Linked DNA regions of Mus musculus: regions 2 and 3 are each linked to region 1. Evidence: chromatin contacts called from public HiChIP or PLAC-seq data. All regions are on one chromosome and are shown on one strand. The core of a region is the stretch at or near the end of the contact, and the rest is flanking DNA. Distances in the headings are between cores, read along the strand shown. Region 1 has its middle 17 kb from the start of Mir290a. Region 2 holds the start of Cacng6 (calcium channel, voltage-dependent, gamma subunit 6). Region 3 overlaps Cacng7 (calcium channel, voltage-dependent, gamma subunit 7).

Evidence for each region. HiChIP or PLAC-seq counts read pairs in DNA pulled down with a chosen protein or histone mark.
Region 2: a contact with region 1 is called in an H3K27ac HiChIP or PLAC-seq map of embryonic stem cells, with 9 read pairs. The contact joins the promoter of Cacng6 here to the enhancer-like site in region 1. A contact is called at or near these places in 7 of 39 promoter capture datasets (the 3T3-L1 cell line, the C10 cell line, cranial neural crest and 2 more), 6 of 115 datasets of contacts at active chromatin or transcription factors (bone marrow-derived macrophages, embryonic stem cells and epiblast stem cells) and 2 of 9 other capture datasets (adipose tissue and liver).
Region 3: a contact with region 1 is called in an H3K27ac HiChIP or PLAC-seq map of embryonic stem cells, with 20 read pairs. The contact joins two enhancer-like sites. A contact is called at or near these places in 4 of 39 promoter capture datasets (the C10 cell line, HPC-7-derived erythroid cells, pre-B cells and 1 more), 6 of 484 Hi-C or Micro-C datasets (the HL-1 cell line, the N1E-115 cell line, beige adipocytes and 3 more) and 7 of 115 datasets of contacts at active chromatin or transcription factors (embryonic stem cells, epiblast stem cells and stem cell-derived neural progenitor cells).

What each region holds. Positions count from the first base shown.
Region 1 is chr7:3,199,260-3,203,254 of GRCm38.p6, forward strand. No RefSeq gene overlaps it. Among named protein-coding and RNA genes, the nearest start is that of Mir290a, 17 kb to the right of the region's middle. RefSeq lists a cis regulatory region at 352-3,995. Within about 2 kb of position 2,257, at least 46 of the 459 cell types and tissues checked have an H3K27ac peak or open chromatin away from gene starts, as enhancers often do. A contact at or near this core is called in embryonic stem cells and epiblast stem cells, where this site is marked.
Region 2 is chr7:3,422,754-3,426,748 of GRCm38.p6, forward strand. It overlaps Cacng6 (calcium channel, voltage-dependent, gamma subunit 6), which reads left to right and starts at 1,909. Exons shown (of 4, transcript NM_133183.2): 1 at 1,909-2,239. The coding sequence starts at 1,909. It overlaps 3300002P13Rik (RIKEN cDNA 3300002P13 gene), which reads right to left and starts at 692. Exons shown (of 2, transcript NR_126426.1): 1 at 521-692.
Region 3 is chr7:3,358,269-3,362,263 of GRCm38.p6, forward strand. All of the region lies in intron 4 of Cacng7 (calcium channel, voltage-dependent, gamma subunit 7), which reads left to right. Among named protein-coding and RNA genes, the nearest start is that of Cacng7, 27 kb to the left of the region's middle. Within about 2 kb of position 2,258, at least 4 of the 459 cell types and tissues checked have an H3K27ac peak or open chromatin away from gene starts, as enhancers often do. A contact at or near this core is called in embryonic stem cells, where this site is marked.

The DNA.
Region 1 (3,995 bases), core at 1,007-3,506:
ACCAGGCTTCCTAAGCCGGGCTGCAGTGTTTCTCTTAGCTTTTTTTCTTTTTCTTTTTCTTTTCTTTTCTTTTTTTTTTTTTTTTTTTTTTTTTTTTTTTTTTTTTTTTTGAGACAGGGTTTCTCTGTAGCCCTGGCTGTCCTGGGCCCACTTTTGTAAACCAGGCTGGCCTCGAACTCAGAAATCCTCCTGTCTCTGCCTCCCAAGTGCTGGGATTAAAGGGTGCCACCACCACCCAGCACACAGTTATTTTTTGAAGATGCTGTTTATGTGTTGGGGTGCTTTGACTCAAGGCCTCAGACTACCCTCAGGTTTGGCAGGAAGGCATGTCTGGCCTTGAACTCCTGCCTGCGATTCTCACCATGTTATTATTTTGGTATATGGGTTAGCAGAGACACAGGTCAAGGGAAAGAGGGCACTGAGAAATTGCACCATCTGCCAAAAGGCCTTGGTCAATTTAACCTTACAGTGTCTGAGGAAAGTGAAGGGAAGTCTTTTTTATCAACATTTCTCAGCACTCTGCACCTATAAGAGGGTCCTATGTTGCTGGTCAGAAATGAAGACCAGTAAATCCCTCCGTGAACAAAAGGTTGTAAGGTTGGGGGCTAGAGAGATGGCTCAGTGGTTAAGAGCACTGACTGATCTTCCAGAGGTCCTGAGTTCAATTCTCAGCAACCACATGGTGGCTCCCAACCATCTGTAATGGGATCCCATGCCCTCTTCTGGTGTGTGTCTGAGGACAGCAACAGTGTATTCATAAGCATTAAATAAATAAATAAATCTTTAAAGAAAAAGGTAGTGAGGTTATTGTGAGCTTTATGAAGTTTTAAATCATAAAATCTGTACGTGTTTACACTTTTACTATCTGGATGTGTGCCATGTGTATGCCTGATTCTTTGGATCCCATGGACATATACAGTGAGGCTGTTTGTTCTGTCCTTAGCAATATAAATGTATATATGGGTTTTCATGGGTGTGTGATCAGTCTCTCTTCTACCATACTGTGAAAACCAACTTCATCACCAGGTACTAGACAGTGGTCCCAGCAACAAAGCAGCAGCCAAGGGAAAATGGCTTTCCCTCTCCCTGGAAAGGAGGGATGTGGGATGCCTGGGGCCTGGGAGTACAGATCTGTGCTAAAGAAGCCAAGCTGAGCTGCACACAATTGTCCCTAGGGTGTGGAAGAAAGTTAGCCATGTCAAAGCCTACCTGGCTATAGAGTTGATTGAGGGCAGCCTAAGCATGGTAAAATCCTGAATTTTAAAAATGAAGGTGTGCCGGGCATGGTGGTGCACACCTTTAATCCCAGCACTCAGGAGGCAGAAGCAGGGAGCTCACCGAAAATTCCAGGACAGCCAGGGCTACACAGAGAATCCCTGACATTTTAAAAAGGAGGAAGAGGAGGAAGAAGAGGAAGAGGAGGAGGAGGAAGACAGAGACAGGGAGACTTGGACTTGCTTGTGCCTAGTAACACATTTTTTAGTATAGAATAGAGTTTATTTAGGGCATGGGCAGGGGAGTTGAAGGTAGTAGAGACAGAAAGGCAGAGAGAGTGGGGGGGGCACGTGGAGAGAGGGGGAGGAGAATGGGGAGAGGAGGGAGAGAGAGACAGAGAGAAGAGCTATTTTGGTTTTTTTTTTTTTCAATCTCAGCACTTAGATGGCAAGCACATGTCTGGGGGTAGCTGTCAGCCAGGACTACATCGTGATACTGTGTCTTGGGGAGAAAGCTCTGTTATTAAAGCACTACTTACTTTAACAAGTAAAAAACGTAACATTTGGGAGCCCTCAAACGCACTGACATTCCAGGTGGCCTTGTCAGCCTGCCTGTAATTCGGGTTTTTAAGTCAAAGTTAAAGCAAGAGAGAAAAGATCCCACCCAAGGAACGCAGTGATAGAGGATCGGGAGCGCAGCTCAGGGTTTAAATCAAGCACAACGTGCTTTTTCAAAATGTGGTGGTGAATGGCTTATTCCTGCCACTCGAGACTTAAGGGCAGGGTGTTTCTGTGAGTTCCAGGCAGGCCAGGCCTACATAGTGAGACCAGGTCACACACACATGCAAAGCATTCCTTACTGAAAACAATGAGGGGATCTCCTGGGGCAGAGGCAGGTGTGAAATTCTGGCTGGGTGGAGTAGAAGGCCTCTTTATCGAGTCAGTTTAGACTGGACTGAACCGGGCCAAAGGAGCCGAGCACATCACACCTCCCCGCATTATTTCCTGGAACCTGGGCAATCTGAAGGCAGAGAAAGCTGCCTGGGGCCCACAGCCCGGCACTCCTTCCCGTATCAGCTCTGAAATCTGCAGAGCTGAGATCTGGCAGGAAGCAGGAGACTCAGTGGGAATTCTATCTGTCTAAAGTCTTTGTGTGAGTCCAGATCTCTAGATCCTTACGCAAAGAGTAAAGTTAGGAGGACTCCTGACTTCAGGGCTGGTGGGGGCAGGGCTGGCTGCCAGCCTGAGAGAACAAAACGAAGCAACTGTGCTGTAGTTTGAGTCTGGTCTGCAAGGTGACTCCTGGTATAATACCAGCCCTTGGAAAACAGAGTCCTGAGAGAGAAAAAAGTAGGAGAAAGTTTGAAGCCAGTTTGGACCACATAAAAAAATAGACTCTGTATCTAAAACATAACTGGGGCCAGGTGTGGTGATAGGCATCTTTAAGCCAGTATTTGAGAGTCGAAGGCAGGAGGATGTCTGTGAGTTCAAGGCCTCTCCTGCTCTATATAGCAATTTCAGGACAGCCTCTACTCGGAGAGGCTCTCTCTCAAAACCACAATAAGCCAGGTGGTGGTGGCACAGGCCTTTAATCCCAGCACCACTTGGAAGGCAGAGGCAGAGGCAGGCGGATTTATGAGTTTGAGGCCAGCCTGAGTGAGTTCCAGGACAGCCAGGGCTACACAGAGAAACCCTGTCTCAAAAAAAACAAAAAACCAAAAAAAAAAAAAAAAAACCAATAACTGGTTGGTGACTCCTGTCTCTTATTCTAGCACTTAACAGGCTGAGGCAGGAGAATTACTGTAAATCCCAAGGCACTCTGTGCTAGACAGTAAGACCTTGTCTGAAAGAAACTGTATATAGCAGGCATAGTGGCAAATGCCTGTTATCCGAGCATTCAGGTAGAAAAACAAGAGGATCAGGAATTTGAGGTCATACTTGACTAGACAACTAGTTTCAAGCCAGGCAGAATTATATGAGATTCAGTACCATGCAAGCAAAACAAAAACTTCCAGAGGTGGTGCCATGTGTATTTAAGGTCAGGAGATAGATCTCTTTGAATTCAAGGCCTCCCTGGTCTACACAGTGAAACCCTACCGAAAATAAACACACACACACATGCAAGTGGTTCTCTGTGTTTGAGGCCATGGTCTATGGAGCAAATTCCAGAACAGCCAGGCCTACACAGAGAAACCCTATTTTGAAAAACCAAAACTGGGGCTAGTGAGATGGCTCAGCAGGTAAGACTACTCTCCTGGGGGTCCTGAGTTCAAATCGAGCCAGCAGAAGTACTGAGTTCAATTCCCAGCAACCACATGGTGGCTCACAACCATCCCTGTAATAAGATCTGACACCCTCTTCTGGTCTGTCTAAAGATAGCTACAGTGTACTCACATATAATAATAAAATAATAAGGGCTGGTGAGATGGCTCAGTGGGTAAGAGCACCTGACTGCTCTTCCGAAGGTCCAGAGTTCAAATCCCAGCAACCACATGGTGGCTCACAACCATCTGTAACGAGATCTGACTCCCTCTTCTGGAGTGTCTGAAGACAGCTACAGTGTACTTACATATAATAATAAATAAATCTTTAAAAAATATATAATAATAATAATAAAATAATAAATGAATCTTTGGGCTAGAAGGAGCGGGGTCCCCAAGCGAGCAGAAGTACTGAGTTCAATTCCCAGCAACAAAGTGATGGCTCACAACCATCTGTATAGCTACAGTGTGCTCAAATACATAAAATAAATAAATCTTTGGGTGGGGGCAGGGTTTCTCT
Region 2 (3,995 bases), core at 659-3,158, 220 kb after region 1:
TCCAATAAGGACAGTTGCTCTGTTTCATGTGTCCCAGCACCCTAATTCCCTAGAGTCTGTCTTTTCTACTTTCTTGGGGACTGAGGACTTGAACACTGAAACTGATCTAATGACCCTGAGGATTCTGGCCATAGGGGCCTCTTCCAGGTCTTGGAGTATAGGTTCAGACAACTCTAGGAATACAAGCCCTAGCTCTCCTTCTTCAGACCTGGAGGCCCCCCACCCCCCATCCCAGCCCTATTCCCACTCCCCTGTCCAGACTGAAGAGTCAGGTTCCAGGCCTCTCTCAGGCCCACAGTCCAGGCCTTAGTCCTCCTCCCTCAAGACCAGGAGCCTATACTGAAGCTCTGTTCCCACATACATATGAGTTCAACCCTTCTCCCTGAAACCCTCAAACTACATACCCTGCCTCTCCTCCCCCAGACTTTAAGAATCCAGACCAAGCCCACCTCCTCCAAACCTTCAGACTCAAAGAGTCCACCCCGCCCCCACCCCCAGTACTTCTTCCAAGCCTCTGGACCTCAGAATCCTGCAAGCCAACTAGGGAGCTTCCAGCCTGGACTGCTCAGGACAGAAACACAAGTTCTCTGACTTCACTGGCTCTTTGAGATCCAGATTTTGGACTTTGCAGCCTGGTCCCGGACCCTTGGGGAAACAGATCTCCCTTCGTTCGCTCTGTTGAAGACCCGGCCCCCAGCCCCTCCTTCCAAGAGGCCTCCCTCCCCCGCCCCTTGTCCCCTTAAAATACCCGGATCCCTATGGCAACAGGCGCTTGCGACAGGTGCGAGTGTTATTTACGGGTCGAGCCTGAAATAGCCGGTGGGGTGAGGGGGTGGGCGGATGGGGCGAGGCAGGGAGCGAGCGCAGCAGGTCCGGAGAGCTGACTGGGTAGAGGCGAGCAAAGCTGGACGCTTCGGAGGCATCGCGGAGCTGGGGCCGGCGTGGCGCAGAGGCAGGAGAGCTCAAGGGACCCGTGCCCGGGAGACCCGGGTGGGAAGTCCAAAGGGAGCGCGGGACCCTGAGCTGAGTTTGGAGCGATCCTGGCCGAGCAGGACTTGGGAGCCCGGGGGAGGGGGAGCCGAGTAACTGCAGACAGACTGACTGAGAGTCCCTTTCCAACTCCTGTGTCCCCCAGGGTATTTTGCCTTGGTTTTCTAAGCCAGAGTGTAGACCACAGTGCCTTGGTCTGAGCCCTGTCCTGACTACAGAGAGTCCCCAGCCTCTTTTTCTGGACCTCATTGTGATTCTCAGCCACTGTAGGAGACCTGGGCTCTTTTTTGAGTAGTCCCTGGCTCGCCCATACCCCCTCGAATTCCAGTGGGGTCCCAGATTTGCTGTGAATACTGGAGCTTCCACTTGCCTCTCTCAGACTTGGAGCGATTTCTAACTTTACCAGTGAAATCCCAATTCTAACTTTTGTATAGCCCAAAAGTGTTCTGAGATTCCTCCTTTCTCAAATTCTGAGCCAGAAGAAATCTAAACTATATCTCAAACACACGAAAAACCTCAGCTCCCCTCTTTTCAAGGGAAAACTGTGAGACTTACGGGAGACCCCATCAGCAACCTTTGGAAACTGGGCAAGTTTTCCCTTGGGCTCCTCAGTTTTCTCATTGGCTAGGTAAACCTCAGAGTAGCCTAGCTTTTTCTCTAGGCCTCACCTGTGCCACGTTCATGTGCATAAGCCCTGGTAGCATCCTTAGGCCAAAAATATAGTTAGTTTCTCTTCTCAGGGGCAAAGGCCTCCACTCTTGCATTTGGGGCTCAGCTTTTTCTCATTCCCGATCTAGTTGACACTGAGCCTACTACTTCCTTTGAAAGTCTAGGCCCTGCCCCCTGCCCCTTAGGACCCGCTGCACAGGTCTTTCTGACTCCTTGAGGCTCGCCTGAGCTCCAGCGGATCCCATCATCATGATGTGGTCTAACTTCTTCATGCAAGAGGAAGACCGACGCCGGACAGCTGTGGGCCGGCGTCGTGCCCAAGAACAGCAGAATCTCGGCTTGACTCCGGAGCGAGAGGGCAAGATCAAGCTGGGGTTGCTGGTGGCAATCGTGGGTGCTACGCTGGCTGTGCTGGCTGTGGGCACCGAGTTCTGGGTGGAACTCAATACATACAAGACCAATGGCAGCGCCGTCTGTGAGGCCGCCCATTTGGGGCTGTGGAAGGTGTGCATCAAGCGACTGTGGCAGGCGGATGTGCCCGCGGGCAGGGAGACCTGTGGCCCAGCTGAGCTGCCAGGAGGTGAGAGGCTGTGTTCTGAGCCCAGATCTGTGTCCCACAGTCAGGGAGAAAGAAACTTTTGTCTGGGGGAAACTTTTGTCTTGTTCTTATCCCCCAAGAATGTTTGTGCCCAAATCAACCTGTGCTCACAGAAACTGGAGAGAAAGGGGGCGGGGAGAGTGAGAGATGTTCAGGGGTAGCACATATCCCTAATTAGCATATGCCCTAAAGAAACTTGTTTCTTAAAGTTTGCCTTCTAGCTGTGGCCTATGCCCCAGACCAGCCTGTACCCCTCAGACAGCCTGTGCTTCCAAACCCAGCTGGTCCCCTCAGAACAACAGCCTGTATACACCCCCGCCAACCCGTATCCCCTAGAACTGCCTGAATTCCCCACCAGACAGCCATGCACCCACAGACAGCCTGTGCCCTTAACTAGAAGCCTGGAGACATCCCACATTCCCATTCTGTGTGCCTCTGTGGAGACAGACCACCCTACGCCCACCCGGAAGTAAAAAAAAAAAAAAGTTCTATGTTGATTCTCTGTTTTCAGATACAATCAACTGAAGTTCTTACCAGGTCTACTCACCGCTCTGGGTGCACTTTGTACCTCCTTAGAAATGTTTATTTCCAGTTCCTCTCGCCTTGACATGGTCGGGACAGACATTACAGCCCTCCTCCCTTACTCTACAGACACTCCACACCCCTCATGGAACCCGGTGGTTCCTCTGCTCTCAGCTGTGCCTCTTACTCTCTGACAAAACATGCTATGCCCTTTGCTTAGTGGGATAATCTACATTCCCCTAGGAACTGGATATGTGTTTATTTTACCTCTTTTGACACCCATCAAACCCACTTTGGTTATATTAGCTTGATGAGATCTTTGCCATGCTGGTCCCCAGCATGTACCCAGTATTCTCAGGACCCCTCAAGAACATCCTTCACCTTCATCCTTCACTCCCTCTGGGCTCTGGATGGATTTTTTTTTCATTCCTCAATTCCTACTTTTTCAGATGTGATATGGAACCCAAAATAGGATGTTCTAAGCCTTTGATAGCTAAGTGGAATGCCTTCACTGTCTGTGGCCTGAACTACCTGTCTGTCCTGATCAGCTATCTTAAACAGTTTCCTTTTGCTGTTTCTTACTGTTTGGCACTTCAATCGAGATGATCCCAAACCTTTGCAAAATGGGATGACAAAAACAAATACGGGATGCCAGTTGGGTCTGGTGGTACAGGTCTGTAACCATAGGTACTCAGGAGGCAGAGGCAGGAAGGATGTGAGTTCAAGGGCACCCTGGGATACAGAGGGAGTTCAGAGTTGCCTGTGCAACTCTGTGAGATCCTCTCTCAAAAAATCAAAGCCAGAGGGGCTGGAGAGATGGCTCAGAGGTTAAGAGCACTGACTGCTCTTCTGGAGGTCCTGAGTTCAATTCCCAGCAACCACATGGTGGCTCACAACCATCTGTAACAAGACCTGATGCCCTCTTCTGGTGTCTGAAGACAGCTACAGTGTACTTACATATAACAAATAAAATAAATCTTAAAAAAAAAAAAATCAAACCCAGAACTGGGGGGCGTATCTAAGTAGTAGAGCAGCTGCCTAAAATCCCTCAGAGAGTGGCTGAGGTGTAGTCCTGTGGCAGAGCACCTGCCTAGAGCCCCCCACTAAGGGGCTGGAAGTGTGGCTCAGAGCACCTGTCTAGAGTTTCCCAGTGAGGGACTGGAGCATAGCTTAGTGATAGATTACCCCCAGACCTGTTCTACAGGGGAGGAAAATA
Region 3 (3,995 bases), core at 1,008-3,507, 160 kb after region 1:
AAGGACTTACTCCCCTCTGACACCTGGCGCTGAGAGCCTGTCTGCTGGGCACCAGTGATCATAGCTTGCTCAAAGTGGTACCTGATGGGTCAAGAAATCACAGTAAAGGATGTGTCTTATCTTTGCTAGTTTGGAGACAGGGTTTAATGTATCCCGACTTGGGCTCAAATTCACTCTGTAGTTAACGATGGCCTTGATTTGATCCTGCCTCTCTCACAGGGTAGTGCTAGCATGACAGATCTGCACCACCATTGCCTGGTTAATATGGTGCTAGGGTCAGAACAAGACTTTTGTGTATTCTGGGCAATCACCCCCTTCCTAGCTGAGGAAGATGCTTTCAACCTTTCAGTAATAAGTAGGTATTCGATGCGGAGATTCTGTTATCCTTTGATTTAATATCTGTGGGTGATTTTTAAAATATAGTTATTTTATTTTTAATTATGCTTATCTCTGTGTGTGGTTATGTGTACATGAATGAGTACAGGTGACCTTAGAAGTCAGAAGTGTTAGATCCCTTTAGACCTGTAGTTACAGATGTTGAAGGCCGCCATGTGGTGTTGGGAATCAAACAAGAGTCTTTTGAAAGAGCAGCCAGTGCTCTTGCTCCAATCTTCGGAACAATCTCTGCAGCCCATTGGTGATACTTACTTACACCTGGCATTGTCGAATGTGTATCTTGTATCTACCTTTCCATATACATGTGTAGATGGATATGTTACTGAAACCAACTTTTCCTCCTATTCCTTTAATTTTCTTTATTCATTGTCTAGTATTATTATTATTATATATGTGTTTGTATGAATGCAAGCTTGCTTTTGTCACTGAGTTTGGAGGTCAGACAACACCTTTGAGAAGTCGTGTCTCTCTGCATCATGGGTCTGAGGATTGGACTTAAGCCATCAGGCTTGTGTGGCACTTTGACTCAATGAGACATTTTATTTACCCAATTAAAAATGTACAGATCTGTTGCTGCAATGTGGCTCAGTTTGTAGAGTGCTTGTCTGGCATTGAAGAGCATGGTTTCCTTCCCCAGAAATGCATAAGACAGGCATGGCAGTGCACGCTTGTCACCCCAGGAAGTGGAGGCAGGAGAATTAGTGAAGGTAAGGTCATATTTAGCTACATAGCAAGTTCTACCCAGTCTGGGCTAGGTGCAGACCATATTTCTTTTTTTTTTTTAAATATTTATTCATTATATGTAAGTACATTGTAGCTGTTTTCAGACACACCAGGAGAGGGTGTCAGATCTCATTATGGATGGTTGTGAGCCACCATGTGGTTGCTGGGAATTGAACTCAGGACCTCTGGAAGAGCAGTCAGTGCTCTTAACCGCTGAGCCATCTCTCCAGCCCGCAGACCATATTTCAAATAACAAAATAATCTGTACAGAATTTGGGTTATGGGCTGGTGAGATGGCTCAGTGGGTAAGAGCACCCGACTGCTCTTCCGAAGGTCCAAAGTTCAAATCCCAGCAACCACATGGTGGCTCACAACCACCCGTAATGAGATCTGATGCCCTCTTCTGGAGTGTCTGAAGACAGCTACAGTGTACTTACATATAATAAATAAATAAATCTTTAAAAAAAAAAAAAAAAAAAAGAAAAATCAAAAAAAAAAAATTTAAAAAAAAAAAAAAAAAAAAAAGAATTTGGGTTATAAGCCAGGCGTGGTGGCACATGCCTTTAATCCCAGCACTCTGGAGGCAGAGGCAGGCAAATTTCTGAGTTCGAGGCCAGCCTGGTCTACAGAGTGACTTCCAGGACAGCCAGGGGTACACAGAGAACTGGAGCTAGCTCTGTAGACCAGGCTGGCCTCAAACTCAGAGATATGCCTGCCTCTGACTCCCAATTTCTGGGATTAAAGGAGTACACCACTACCTCCTGGGTGTAATTTCTTATTTTTGGACAAAAGGACACTTTACTGTCCTTGGCTTGTGCCCTTGGCTCTGGAGAGAGTCGCTTCCCTTGGGGAACGAGTTCAGAAAGAAGTTGAAGCAGGTGTGGTGGCACGCTTATGGGATCTGCACTCTGGAGTTGGAGGCAGGGGATCAACAGCTTGAAGTCAGGCTGTGGGGCATAGCAAGGGAGAGCCAGCCTATCCTACAACAACAACAACAACAACAACAACAACAACAACAAAAGAGGGAAAGAAGGAGGGAGGGACGAGAATGAAAGTTACCGGGATTGTTCACCACTCTTGTTCTTATTTATTTATTGTTGCTATGTGTTTGCTTGCTTTGGCTTGCTTTGCTGTTGAGACAGAGTTTGCTGTGTGGCTTTGACTGCTCTCCACCCCCTCCCCCTATTCAGCAAGCTTTCCGCCATCACACCTGGCTTTGGGTTTATTCCTTGAATGTATAAAATACTAACATAATTCCAGGGATGAAAATCCTGCAAATGTGTGTACTTCTCCTCAGCTCCTTGTTCTCCCTCCGCCCTGGTGCAATCAGCCTCTCTTGTTTGTCAGCTTCCCTCCTCAGGCTTAGTTTTGCAAAAACAAGCAGATGCACATGGGCTGGGTTGGTTCTTTCCCCCCATTCAACACTGAGGATTGAATTTAGGGCCTCACACAAGCTAGGCAAGTCTCCTCCACTTCCACATTCCCTGCCCCTTACTGGGGGATTCTAGGAAGCATCCTACCACTAAGCCACACCCTTAGCCCTCTTGTTTTGTTTTGTTTTGTTTTGTTTTGTTTTGTTTTCCCCTTTGTTATTTTGACAACAGTTTTACTAGGTTGCTCAAGTTGGCTTTGAACTCACAATGGATCAGGCTAGCCATGAACTTTTTTAAAAAAGATTTATTTCTTTTCTTTATATACTGTTGCTGTCTTCAGACACTCCTGAAGAGGGGATCCCAGAAGAGGGGATAGGATCCCATTACCGATGGTTATAAGCCACCATGTGGTTGCTGGGAATTGAATTCAGGACTTCTGGAAGTGTAGTTCGTGCTCTTAGCCATCTCTCCAGCCCCTAGCCATGAACTTTTATATGTGGGTCCTGTGTAAGAGCAGTAAGTGCTACTGAACACTGAGCCATCTCTTCAGCCTTTTTACTGTATTCTTTGTTTGTTTGTTTTTGTTTTTGTTTTTTTGTTTTTTTGTTTTTTTTTTGAGACAGGGTTTTTCTGTATAGCCCTGGGTGTCCTGGAACTCACTCTGTAGACCAGGCTGGCTTCGAACTCAGAAATCCACCTGCCTCTGCCTCCTGAGTGCTGGGATTAAAGGCGTATTCCCATGTCCGGCTGTATTCTTTTTTTAAAAAAAATTTTTTTAAATTTATTAATCATTCCATTCCTTTGTATCAAATAATATCCCACTTCCTGGTTACCTCTCCAGCAACCGTTCCCCCATCCCACGTATTCCCCCCTCCCCTTTGCCTGTATGAGGGTGCTTCCTCACCCACCCATCCTCTCCCTCCCCCTCCTGTATTCTTTTATTTTGGGTTTTTTTCCAAGGCAGGGTTTCTCTGTGTAGAGCTGGCTGTTCTGGAACTTTATATACCAGGCTGACCTCAAACTCACAGAGAGCTACCTCTACCTTCCGAGTGCTGGGATAACTGCCTACCTCAACTGTATTCTTTTTGGGAGAAAAAAAAAAAAAGGACGTTTTGACCACATGTCTGTCTGTGCATCATACGTGTGCTTGGTGTTCACAGAAATCAGAAGAGGGCATCATATCCCTAGGACTTGAGTTATAGATAGTTGTAAGCTGCCATTGTGGTACAGAGAATTGAACCCAGGTCCCCTTGAGGAGCAACCAGTGCTCTTAACCATTAAGCCATCTCTCCAGCCATCCTACTCTCTTTCTAAGGCAATCTGAGTTTGATCCTCAGAAACCACATAAAATTGGATGGAAAGAATGAAGTCCTTTATGTTTGCTGTGTTAGGTGCAACATCCCCCTCCACACACACCACCTGCTAACATACAATAATAAATACATTAAGATGATCTCCGAAGGTCCTGAGTTCAAATCCCAGCAACCACATGGTGGCTCACAA